Linked DNA regions of Gossypium raimondii: region 1 is linked to region 2. Evidence: chromatin contacts called from public Hi-C data. All regions are on one chromosome and are shown on one strand. Each heading gives the region's core, a stretch centred on a gene start, on an enhancer-like site or on the middle of the called end of the contact. The rest is flanking DNA. Distances are from core to core; before and after follow the strand shown. Region 1 holds the start of LOC105791303 (cytochrome P450 78A3). Region 2 holds the start of LOC105791300 (transcription factor MYC2).

Region 1 (6,399 bases), core at 2,978-5,477, 170 kb after region 2:
TTTTTGCACTGTGCCATTATCTAATATGGCAACAAATATAATGTCCCTTGCCATTAATGCCACATGTTTGAACACAAAAAGAAACCAAACAATGGAGAAACATGTACATTTGTAGATATTGAAATTAAGTTTTAAGAGGTCTAGTAAATTTTTAAAAAAATTTAAGAATTTAGATCACATCACAAAAATTAGGGGTTAGTAGAATCGGGTTTGTGAACTGAGAGAGAGAGGGCATGCCCTAATTTTTGAGATTATCCATGCATTTTTAGGGAAAAAAATGAGTTACTAGTCTGTTGGTTACGTGCGGTTGAAATTGTCCTTGAAACGCCTTTGCACCATTTTTATTATTTTGCAAATTTTGCTTCAAACCTATAACATCCCAAATTTTTGGTTTAAAGTTAGTAAAATTATTTCAATAATGAATAATTGGTCTAATGGTTAAGAAAAAGCAAGGAGATAGTACAATTTGCTTAGAAATCTAAGTTCGGTTCTCTTCTTTAACAAAATAGCTTAATTTTGCTAATTTTTCTCCTTCCCCTATTTTTGTGCCACCCATGCCTTTTAACCTAGGTATAAATATCACTTTTTCACTTATTTTTCAACCTTAAGTCAATTTTTCTCCTACCCTAGTTGTTCTCCTCTCCTCTCTTTTTTTTCCTCTCAAAGTTTCTTTCTTTCACTAGGATTTCATCACAATTATGCCGGCCCATTGTTAGATTTTTTATTTTTTTTCCAGCCACCCTATTGAATGTCTTTGGCCGATTGCTTTAAAGTTTGAATGGGAGTTTTTGGTTACTAATTTTTAGGGATTAATTATGTTTAGGTGATGCTTTAAACTTCCTGGATCAACAGTGACTACAGATCTCGTTCGCGTGTATGTTTCGCATCAAATTAGTGTAAGTAGCCTAGTTGATTTGGATCTGAAAATTGTTATGGTAACGTTGATTTGATTGACCTTTAAGAGGTTGTTTTAGGGCTTATTTGACAAGGTTTTAACTTGATAAATATTGTATTTTAATTTTAGGTTCAGTTTAAGTCTAAAGGAGGAATTGTGGGTTTCACAAGTACTGCTATGGTTGTGCAAAAATAAGGTGTGGATTCTAACCTATAAAATTTAAATGTTAAATAATGTTTTTTTAATACTTAGAATGATGGTTAAGATTGCTGGTCAGACTTAGTTAAATGGCTAAGTGATTTTAAGGTGGCCGAATCAGGTACATTTTGAGCCCTAGTTAAATGGCATGTTTGCAAGGTTGCATGAGTGATTAAATGTTTGAATGTCTGGTATTGGTATGAATTAATATGAATTATTTTGTGATATAATACATGTTGGTTGTATGAGTAGCATGTATTAGAATGAAAATAAAATGTATGTTTGGGTTAAATGCTATGAAATATATTGAATGAAAGACTGCTACACATGCATTGGAAATTTGCTTATGAATGATAATAAAACTATGGCATGTTGGAATGTAATCATATTGATGGTGAAACTGAATGATTGATAAATGTTATTACCGAACGGAAGTGAATGTTTTTATGAGAGCATGCAAAACATACTATTGAACTGAGAATGTAATATAAACATGATTTTGATTGAAATTTATATGGCATATCGCATGTTCATGGGTTGGGATTATGTGGATGACGGGGGAGTTCCGTGGAGTAATGGCGGCATATTAAGTCAGCATATATGTTGTCAGTGCACTACACTAGGAGTAATGAGGAGAATGACGATTATATTGCATTTATTTTGAATGGTAGTATATCTGCATTACGTATAATGGTGGTTTAACCACATCGAGCTCAGCTCGCAATGTATGGAGTTTGGCAGATGAGTTATGGGGAACTCGTTGTGTGTAGCGGATGGTTAGGGTAGAAAATCATCATGCATTATGTTTTGTCCGTGACACTTTCGAATTGTAATGTTTATGCTATGTTTGTGTCACAATGTTATTAATGGCGAATGATATTTGAATGTTCTTATTGTTTAGACTCACACTGAGCTAGTTAGCTCACCCCATAGTTTCAACCATCTCAAGTAATGCTCGAGACTAAGATCAGACATGGCATGCGGACATACGACGAACTTCGGACTTATAAATTATTTTGTTTATTTTTTTTCTAAATTTATTTGGCTTTTGGACTGTAAATTATTTGGTCTGTGGTTTGGGTTTTCTCTTTGTTTTGGGGTTTTTATGCATGCATACTCATCTCACTGATTGGATTTAGATGCTTATTTTGAAACCGAACAATACATGCTACTCGAATTAAATTAAAGTCATCATATTATCCTGCCGCAAAATCCGTACTTAAATTTTTGAAAAGTAAATTATAAGTCAAATATGTTTCCAAAATTAATAAGAACTTTTGTTTAATTAGATATAATTTTAAACTCGGTAACACTAACGTTTTTATAAAATAAAAGCCATTACGGTTTTCTGAAAATAAGCAAACACTTTAAAAATAAATTTCTAAAAGTTTGGTTGTTTTTATTTGGTCATTTCGGTGGTTAATGTGACCTCCAAAATTCGGTCGCAAAGTCTAAATCGAGTTTAAAGTGCTACAATTTAATTAGAATTTTTTTAAAAAATAGGAATTTAATTAAACCTTTTTTAAAAACTTTCAAAAAGAAATAAAAACTTTCAAAAACTTTAGAGAAAGCCTAATTAAAATATTTGAAAAAGTTTGAGAAAAAAAAATCAAAATTTTGGAGGTGCAGCAAGGATCCGCCTTTGAGTGGGGGTGGTTGTCCTAAAAGCCCAAAGCCATTTCATTGGGACCTTAGAAACCACTGGAGCAAGTGATGAACATGAAAGAGGACAGATAGAGAATGCAAGGAACACGTGGCGATGAGGCATGGAGGGTGGGGTGGGATTCGGCTACTCGCGATAGTGGGGTACGGCCTAAATCCAACCCAGATTCGTGGGTTCATTTCAATTTCAAGGGCACGATAGCAACGTCTCCACACGTGTTAGCGTCAAGTAACTTTTATTCAGCTCACCCGCATAAGATTTTTCTTCTGTTGTAAAATAAACAAGAATAAAAACTACTACTTTAGCATCAAAGATCTTTGTTGGGCCGTCAAGATCTTTCGGCCACTCTCATTTCCAAATCCGTGTGGCTCAACTTCCACGTTTTAAATCGCCAAAATGGTTCAAATTCACATTTTTCAGTAGGAAGTATATTTACTGATTATATCATTTATGAAATATCACACCTTTAATAAATATATAAGAATCATTTCTCTACAAAAAAATATATTTTTCATAAAAACAAATCCTACCTGAGGAGACAAATAAACTGCATGAGGAGAGAATTAAAGGGATATTATATTTCTTTATTTTTTTAAGGTGGTCTCACTTGAGTTAATTATTATGAATGGGTTTGGATGACTGATGTGTTTATCTGTAGTTAGTATAAAAATAACGGTGACGATATTAAATACTATAACGATATTGTAGCGTGAGACAAAAAGTAAACTAAACGCACTTACCACCCATCCAAACTCACCCCATATATATAACTGTCTTAAAAATGCTTGTTTATTTTGCTAATTTTAATCAAATACTAATTAACATTCACCAATGCCGCTGCTAGTTTGTTTTAATGATTCTTGCTCTTTTAATTTCTTTTTCGAAAAACTTAAAGAGTTACTTTCATGAATTTTTTTATAACCATGTAAAAGTTTTGTGTCCATGAGATTATAAAAAAGAAGTAAAAAGAAGAGAAAGATACTACATCGACATGATTGGGTTTGAAAAAGAATGATATTTGATTAATGTGGCCTGGAAGTGGAGGGCTCGCTGAGGACCACCACATACACCGCCGATGCCTAAATTCTGAGAGCGATGCCAAATTCATTAACATAGCGAATCGGAATGGCTGCCTTGTTCAATTATTACCAGTAATACACTGCTACTAGCCTTCGATATTAGTGGTTTGATAGCTGTGGATCGAAAAAGATAGAATGGTAGAAGCTAGGGGCTTACGTGTTCCAAGAAAATGAACCCCACGAGCAGAAACGACTGTGGGGAATGCAAGGGGCCCCATGCTCATGAATCCTCGTTTTCGGTTTTGCTAGTGGCGGCGCACAATGATATCGATTTTAACTTATCGATTTTGTTTAATTACGTTATAATGTTGATATATGCCGATCCGTGTGGCATATCTCATAATGCTTCTGTTTAACCGTTACTCTTGTAGTCCACAAAAAAAAAAAAAAAATCTCTATATAAGCGACGCTCTCATTTCATAGTCTCAACCAGAAGAGGAAACAAACAAACAAACAAAATATCATCCGCCATTTTCCTGATCTCCATGGAAACCAACTCTGATTGCTTTTGGCTTTTGTTTATTGCTTCCAAATGCAAAACTTTCTCCTCTCAAAACTCCATTTGGCTTCTTCTTTTACTTTGCATGGGTTGGCTGGGTATGACCCTCTGTTTTTGGTTGTACCCTGGAGGTCCTGCCTGGGGTAAGTATCATTGGCTCCGCAAGAGAGGTGCCACGAAGCACAATAACATCATTCCAGGGCCACGAGGTTTCCCAGTGCTGGGAAGCATGGACATCATGCTTAATCTGGCTCACCATAAAATTTCTGCAGCAGCTAAGTGTTTTGATGCTAAACGGCTCATGGCCTTTAGCTTGGGTGATACAAGGGTTATGGTTACATGCAACCCTGATGTAGCCAAAGAGATTCTTAACAGTTCCGTTTTTGCTGATCGTCCAGTGAAAGAGTCGGCATACAGTTTAATGTTCAACAGAGCCATTGGTTTCGCTCCTTATGGGGTTTACTGGCGAACCCTCAGAAGAATTGCTGCCACACATCTATTTTGTCCTAAACAAATCAGCTTCACCGAGGCACAGAGGTCTGATATCGCCTCTCAAATGCGTTCTATAATAGCATGTCGGGGTGGAACCGGAGAAATCTCCGTACGGGATATACTCAAGAAAGCATCTCTTAACAACATGATGTGCTCGGTGTTTGGCAGCAAGTATCAACTTGGTTCGTCAAATACTGAAACTGAACAACTCAGCCAGCTTGTCGAAGAAGGTTACGACCTATTAGGGAAGCTCAATTGGTCTGATCATCTCCCATGGCTCGCTGGTTTAGACCTTCAAAAAATCCGGCTTCGATGCACCCAACTTGTTCCCAAAGTGAACAAGTTTGTGAGTAGAATCATTCAACAACATAAACTGCAACCTGAGACAACAAACCATGATTTCGCGCACGTTTTACTTTCTCTTACTGGACCTGATAGACTCTCGGACAACGATATGATTGCCGTACTTTGGGTAAGCAACAAAGCAAGCAATTTTATTTTATTTTTTTATAGGCATGGTTTTTTGCTTTCTAGCTGTGATGGGAAAAGAGTCGAAGATGGAATCTTGGATCAGTTTGATGATTAGATTACGATAATATGTACATTTTCTTAGCTTTTAAGTACAATTAATTGCTTTGTCCTAATTACGCAGGAGATGATATTTAGAGGAACGGACACTGTGGCGGTTTTAATAGAGTGGATACTAGCGAGAATGGTGCTTCACCCGGAAATCCAGTCAAGAGTGCAGGCGGAGCTTGATGAAGTTGTGGGGAAATCACGAGCGTTAATGGAATCAGATATTCAATCGATGGTTTACCTGCAGGCAGTAGTGAAGGAGGTTCTGAGGCTGCACCCACCTGGCCCACTTCTATCATGGGCCCGGTTGGCAATCACAGACGCTACTATTGATGGATATCACGTGCCTGCTGGGACCACAGCCATGGTTAACATGTGGGCCATCACCAGGGACCCAGAAATTTGGGTGGACCCACTCAAGTTCATGCCAGAGAGATTCGTGTCCAAGGACAGTAGTACTGATGTGGAATTCTCGGTGTTAGGGTCAGACCTCAGGCTGGCGCCATTCGGGTCAGGCCGTCGGACTTGCCCAGGTAAGACGTTGGGTTTGGCCAGTGTTAACTTTTGGGTGGGATCCTTATTGCATGAATTCGAGTGGGTGCAATCGGATGCTAATCCAGTTGATCTCACCGAAAGGCTTAGGCTCTCCTGCGAAATGGCTAACCCTCTTAAGGTCAAAGTGCAGCCTAGGCGCAGATGAAATGATAATCGCACAATTTATGATGGTTCAATCTGAGATTATATACTATCCTTTTTTAGTAACCAGTTGTTAGATATATATGGTAAGATTTAAAATGTATATATCTCGATGTTTTCTCTAGAAATATCAATGTTTCCTGACCTACGTCCCTACTATATATATGGATAATACTACGTAATTTTATTTAACTGCAATAAGGTTTTGATCGTCTCACTTTTCATTTCTTTTTTCAATTTCCAAAGGCAACAGTAGGGAGGCTTTGGTATGGAAAGTTATAACTTTTCAAGGAATGTATTG
Region 2 (6,140 bases), core at 874-3,373:
AAATTATATAACTTATTATATAAAGACATTGCGAATGTGTTCTATCTGAAACCCTAAATCTGTATAACCTGATTGAAACACTAGGGTGGTTTTAGAATTGCGCTAGGGATCACTGTGTAATGGATGCCTTGTTTAAATGTGATTAAAAGAAGTATTTCATGTTTTAATTGTTTGGAGACATGAAAGACGCAATCCTAGTCTAATAGCATCCCAGAGTGGTTTGAATTTGTTCTGTTTGATGGATACATAAAAATATGTAATCAAACAAGCATATCGTTGGGTAGTTGAAAGGCAAAGAAATTAAGTTTATAAAGCAGGAAGAGTGATTAGCTTATGATTAATAAAGCCGATTGTGATGGCCATAGGATAGGAACTCTCAAGAAGAAAATGATTTCACTTGAAAGTGGAGGAGAATAAGTAGTAATGTTACATTTATATGGCTTGGCTTCATGATAATCCATATTAAGAAAGGAAAAGTTTGATATATAACTTCAGTGAAGAAGCAGCAAATTCAACTGCATCTCTGAAAGATAGCAGTCCTCAACATCTCCTCGCTTATAAATCCAGCAGGTAGTATGACAACAACATCTTGAAGCACTAGCTCATTCACGGTTGATACACTGGCATGGTGCACATGAAGCTCTAGGTCTCTAAGGGCATCCATCAGTCTCGCAGCTGGGTAATTGACATCTGGACACTGAACTCGGATCATGGCTTCTGACCCTATAATCTTGACATCAACTTCCATTGTATTTGGTCCATAATCATAGGTCGGCCTTGTACTGTCAAATGTGGATGCATTTCTTTGGTTATTCGAAACATTGATGGCATTCAACTTGGCTTTTTGGGATTGAACTTTGAGTTTAACATCCAGTTTATCAATCTGAGATCTGAGCTCCTTGATGTAGGCTACTGCATCTGAAAGCAAAGATGCTTTGTCCATCTTGGACACGGTAGGAACCACAGATCGAAGTGCATAGAATCGATGATTAAGTTTCTCACGCCGTAGCCTCTCTGCTTCCACGTGGTTTGAAGGGGTTGTTTTTCCAGTCCCCGACTTTCTTCCTCTCTTCTTCGACCCAACGCTGAACTCCATCTCAGAATCAGCACCGGAGTCCGATGACAAGGGGCGTAATAAAACGCAATTGTCCTTCTTGGCCTCAATTTGTTGCTTTCGGTCATCAAGAATCCACTCCTTTTGATCACTTGCAACCTTGCCGAAATCAAGAAAAGGGACAGTTTGGGTTGACATTTGGAGCTGAGATTCAAGGCCAGGATGCTTGGAACCAAGACAGTTAATCTCAGAACCGAAGATTGATTTTGCAAGTTGCACTAAGCTCCAATTCTCTTGGATCATTTCTGAAGATCCCAATTCAACTACCCCGAAGGAAGTCGAAAGGAAGACTAAGGTCTGGATTCCTCGCATTCGAGCTTCTGTGACTCGCTCGCATTCATACAGTTGGAGCTCCTGATCTCCACACAACCAAATATAGGAGCCTGAGCCGAAAGCCTTCCCAAGAATGTCATCTCCTATAGCAAAAGATCGGTTTACTGATACGGTGTAATACCACTCGTAGTCAGTGACATCGCCATCCACCATCCTCTCAATGTCTATCTCTTCACAGAAAACGGATTGAATCTCTTCCCCCGATCTTCTTCTCCCAAATCTGGGTTGGCTTAGCTTATTTCCGGATTTGCCTGCAAAACCCTTGGTCCCTTGGAAATATCCATCACCCCAAGAAAACACGAGGCGGCCATGAGCATCCCTGGAAGCTTGCCAGAAGATGGAGTATACCCACCATTCAGGCCTGCTTTGGACGATGAACTGGAGGCGCTGTTGCAGCGTCGGCGGAGGGGCGTCTAGGCCGAAGCTAATCATCGAAGATGAAGAAGATGATGACATAATACTGCTGCTCCCTGATCCAACCCAATTTCTTTCTGATAAGGTTTTCCAAACTACTAAAAGCTAAGTAACCCAAAGAGGGATTCGGCGGCAGCAAGCTAAAATATACGAGGAGAAATTAAAGGGATCAGCAGCAAAGACAAAAGGGCAATGGTGTGGGGGCGTTCGGGGAAAACAAGAATTTCCTGGGCATTAAAAGGCCATCCGTGTGGGAACTGTTTTTTGCGCATGCTTGGCACCTTTATCACGTGAAAAATCCTACTATAGGCTGAGCTCCAAAGTTGAAGATGTGATGTGATATTGATGCGCATCGTCTCTATTCGTTGCGAGGTTCAGGCTTCCTCTGGGGTCGCACCTTTCGCTAGTCATTTCCAAATTCGATTCACTACTTCTGGACATTTCAATCTTCAACTCGTCTTCTAGTACTAGTGTTATAATCACTTTTTATTTTTAAGACTTTTCAAATTTTAAAACTAATATAATTAAATTAATTTTATTAAATTTAAGTTTATTATAATATATATTTTAATTGCAGTACTATCAAGTAAGTATATTTTATTTCAAAATATCACATCAATTAAAAAATTAATAGTATTAACAAAGTAGATGAAAAGCGAGAGACTAAATTTTAAAAATAAAAATACGAAGATTAAATTCAAAATTTGTGAAAAGCATAAGAACTTATAACATATTTCGGATAAAAGTATAAAAAGCTCCTATATTAGAGTCAAATTGTATTTTACCATCTATATAGAAAAATGGGGATATTAGTTTCTTTACAAGAAATGAAAGAGCAAACTAATCTTTTATTCTACTATTAAAAAGCTGGTCATTAGACGTTAACATGAAATACGCGTCAAATAAATAAAATTTTAATAGATTTAATACAAAAGAATTAATTTTACTCATTTTTAATAAAGAAGCATAATGGAATTTAATTTTAACACAAAAATTTCATAATATGTTTTATTATATTTTTAAGTTAAAATTATATTTTAATTATATATGTAAATAAGTGATTTAACAACTCAATGTCCCAACTTTTATAAGAGTTATGTGGCCAAGAAAACAATCTGAAAATCACAGGCTTTTAACTTATATTATCCACTCATTTTTAATTATTTGACCCTAAATCTTAACTACTAACTGACTATCCGGCCTTTATAAAGAAATGTCAATTTGTCAATAAGAAAGTTCAAAATCAGTATCAAGGTGTAAATGTTTAGAGTTATTCGTTTTACGATTTTCGTTTTCCTTTTGTTTTTAATGAAAAGAAAATATTGAATAAAACGTGTTTAGTTGAAAGTTTTAAAATATTTTAGAAAATAAAAATATGGAAATTAAAAAAAATTTTTAATTGTTTTCATTAAAATTATTTATAAAATTAAAAGAAATTGAAAGCAATGGTTTTCTAACTTTGGTTAAGTACCAATTGAATTAATTTATTATTATTTGATAAATTACAACAATAAAAATAATGCTCCTATCAAACATATCATAAATGAATTGACATTAGTTCAATTCCATATAAACGCAAAAAAAAATATTTTTTTCAGCAAATTTTAAATAATAAATTTGTGACTCTGATACAATCCACATAAATATAATATTTTTTATTTTATTTCTCAAGTTTCTATTATAGTAAGATAGGTGTCAAACATGCTTTCATTATTAAAAGAAATATTTTTATTTACTAATGTGTTTTCCAATTTTCAGAAAATAAAAAAATGTTTTTAAAAATAAAAATAAAAACAAAACAAAATAAAAATATATTTAGAAACCAAACTGAGTCTTAATTTCCACTTCATGTACTAGAGTTTTTTTTCCCTTTTGGGATAAAATGCAATATGAAGTTATGAATAAAAAATTGAGATTCTTTTTTGAATTAAAGACCACAAACGGTAATTCCATTTATCAAATCAAATAATATTTGCATTTACAAGATCACGAAGACTGTGAAGGTAATCCACTCCAAAACGGTGCTCGTTGTCAGAAAAAAAAAAAAAAAACTAAGCCCATGTAGCTAAGTATATCAATGACTTTATTGGCCAATCTACAAGTCAAAGTAAAGCATTAAAGTCTAAAAACATATAGTGAGCCTTAGTAACAAATTTTTCTAGCAAAGACATATTAGTGTTACATGGGAAAACTAAGAAATTATAAAGTAAGAATTTGATTCAACATCAAGGCACAAGCCTTTGCTCAATTCGACTCGAAACAATCAAGGGCTTTCATTGCAACTCCACCCAAAACCAAACCATCCTCGTCTAGCACTATACATCCAAGCCCCTTTATGTGTCACAAGTCACGGATTAAAGCCCGTGACAAATGCACATAGAACGTCCCATGGTGGTCAACTGAATAAATGAAGCTCATTTTGGCCCACTTGAATTGGCCTAGTTTGTAGAACATGTGGAAAAGCCTATCTACTTGAAGCCTTGGTGGCCCAGTGGAACACTCCCATAAAACTAGAGTTACCATGGTAAATATTGTAATTCATAATAGATAAGATTGTATAAATTTTAAATCCTTTTGGACTCTCATATTGTAGATAGGCTTTGATCTTGACCATCGATGTAATTTAAACTATACTGTTGGATTTAAGGGAGCTCAATTATAAATAGAGGCATTCCCCCTCATTTGTAATCACCCCATTTAGTTGTATTTCTTCAAAGTAATAGAAACATTTTGAGAGCATTTACTTAAACACTTGGTGTGCTTATTTTTCTTATGGCTTTCTGTTTGGTTTTTGCTTTTTCGCTTGAGAGTTTGCTTTTGCTTTATTTTGGTGCCTTAGAGAATTTCCATTCAGAATTATCATATTTTGAGAGTTAGGCTGACTTAGGCAGATTTGAAGCTAAGTTTTTGTCTAAGGCTACAGGGTTTGCAAGACTTAAGTTCTAGCCCCATGATAGTTATGCATGTATTAGCACCACATGTAACATTGACATTAATCTTCACATGACCTAAGCTTGGGTAGACTATCATTGAATTTGTAGTTGTCTTGGAAAGATTGTTCGATGAATCAAATTATGGACACAAAATTCTTTATTAGTGATTACACAAAATTTAGTGCTATGTAGGGAGTAGGGAGTAAGATTCCTATAGCTTCCACAACAACATGCATAAACTAGGCACAATATAGGTTCATGTTGAACTAGGTTGCGAGCAATCTTAATCGCTGAAGTATTATCACAATATAGGTTCATTGAACCTTGCGGATAAATGTCTAATTCTTCAAGCAATTTCTTCAACCACAACAATTCACATACTCTAAAAACCATGCCTTTGTATTCTGCCTCTGCACTTGACCTTGTAACGACTGGTTGTTTCTTACTTCTCCAAGTTACAAGGTTTCCTCCAACGAAAGTGAAATAACCTGAAGTCAACCTTCTATCATCAGTTGATCCTGCCCAATCTGCATCATTATAACCCTCTATTCTCAAATGATCTTGTTTCTTAAAAATTAACCCTTTTCCTAGAACATCTTTTAAATACTGCAATATGAGTTCAACAGCCTCCATATGAGACTTTCGAGGATCATGCATGAATTGACTCACCATATTTATTGCATAAGCAATTAGGTCTAGTGTGAGATAAATAAATCAATTTTCCCACAAGTGTTTGATATATTACTTTGTCAATTGGAGATTCACCTAAACAGTAATATAACATAGGATTTTGATCAATGGGAGTAGTCACAGGTTTACAACTAAGCATTCTTGTCTCAGCTAAGAAATCAAGAATATATTTTTGTTGAAATAGGAAAATACCATTCTTTAATCTAGCTACTTCAATACCAAGGAAGTACTTCATATTACCCAGCCTTTTCATTTCAAACTTAGAGGCTAAATTTTTTGTGGAGATTTTCTATCTCATCCAAATCATCACATGTTAGCACCATATCATCCACATAGGTAATCAATACAGCCACCTTTCCTTGTCTATGTTTCAAAAATAATGTGTCATCAGCATTACTTTGCTTGTACCCAAACAACTTTATGGATTTCGTAAATGTACCAAGACATGCCCTTAGAGATTGCTTCAATCTATACAATGCCTTTTTTAGTTTTCACATCATTGTAGTCTCTAAGTAATTTTCAATTCCAAGAAGAGGATCCATGTAAACTTCTTCAACGAGATCTCCGTGAAAGAAGACATTCTTGACATCAAATTGAAGGAAAGGCCAATCTTGATTAGTAGCCAATGATAGCAATACTCTTACTATATCAAGCTT

Evidence for each region. A called contact is a pair of places that touch in the nucleus more often than the background predicts.
Region 1: a contact with region 2 is called in a Hi-C map of leaf, with 2.3 times the contacts expected there. The contact joins the promoter of LOC105791303 here to the promoter of LOC105791300 in region 2. A contact is called at or near these places in 2 of 2 Hi-C or Micro-C datasets (both in leaf).

Annotation. Positions count from the first base shown.
Region 1 is chr8:35,072,538-35,078,936 of ASM2569854v1, forward strand. It overlaps LOC105791303 (cytochrome P450 78A3), which reads left to right and starts at 4,228. Exons shown (of 2, transcript XM_012619321.2): 1 at 4,228-5,298; 2 at 5,479-6,309. The coding sequence starts at 4,321. The coding sequence ends at 6,102.
Region 2 is chr8:34,907,897-34,914,036 of ASM2569854v1, forward strand. It overlaps LOC105791300 (transcription factor MYC2), which reads right to left and starts at 2,124. Exons shown (of 1, transcript XM_012619320.2): 1 at 301-2,124. The coding sequence starts at 1,903. The coding sequence ends at 512.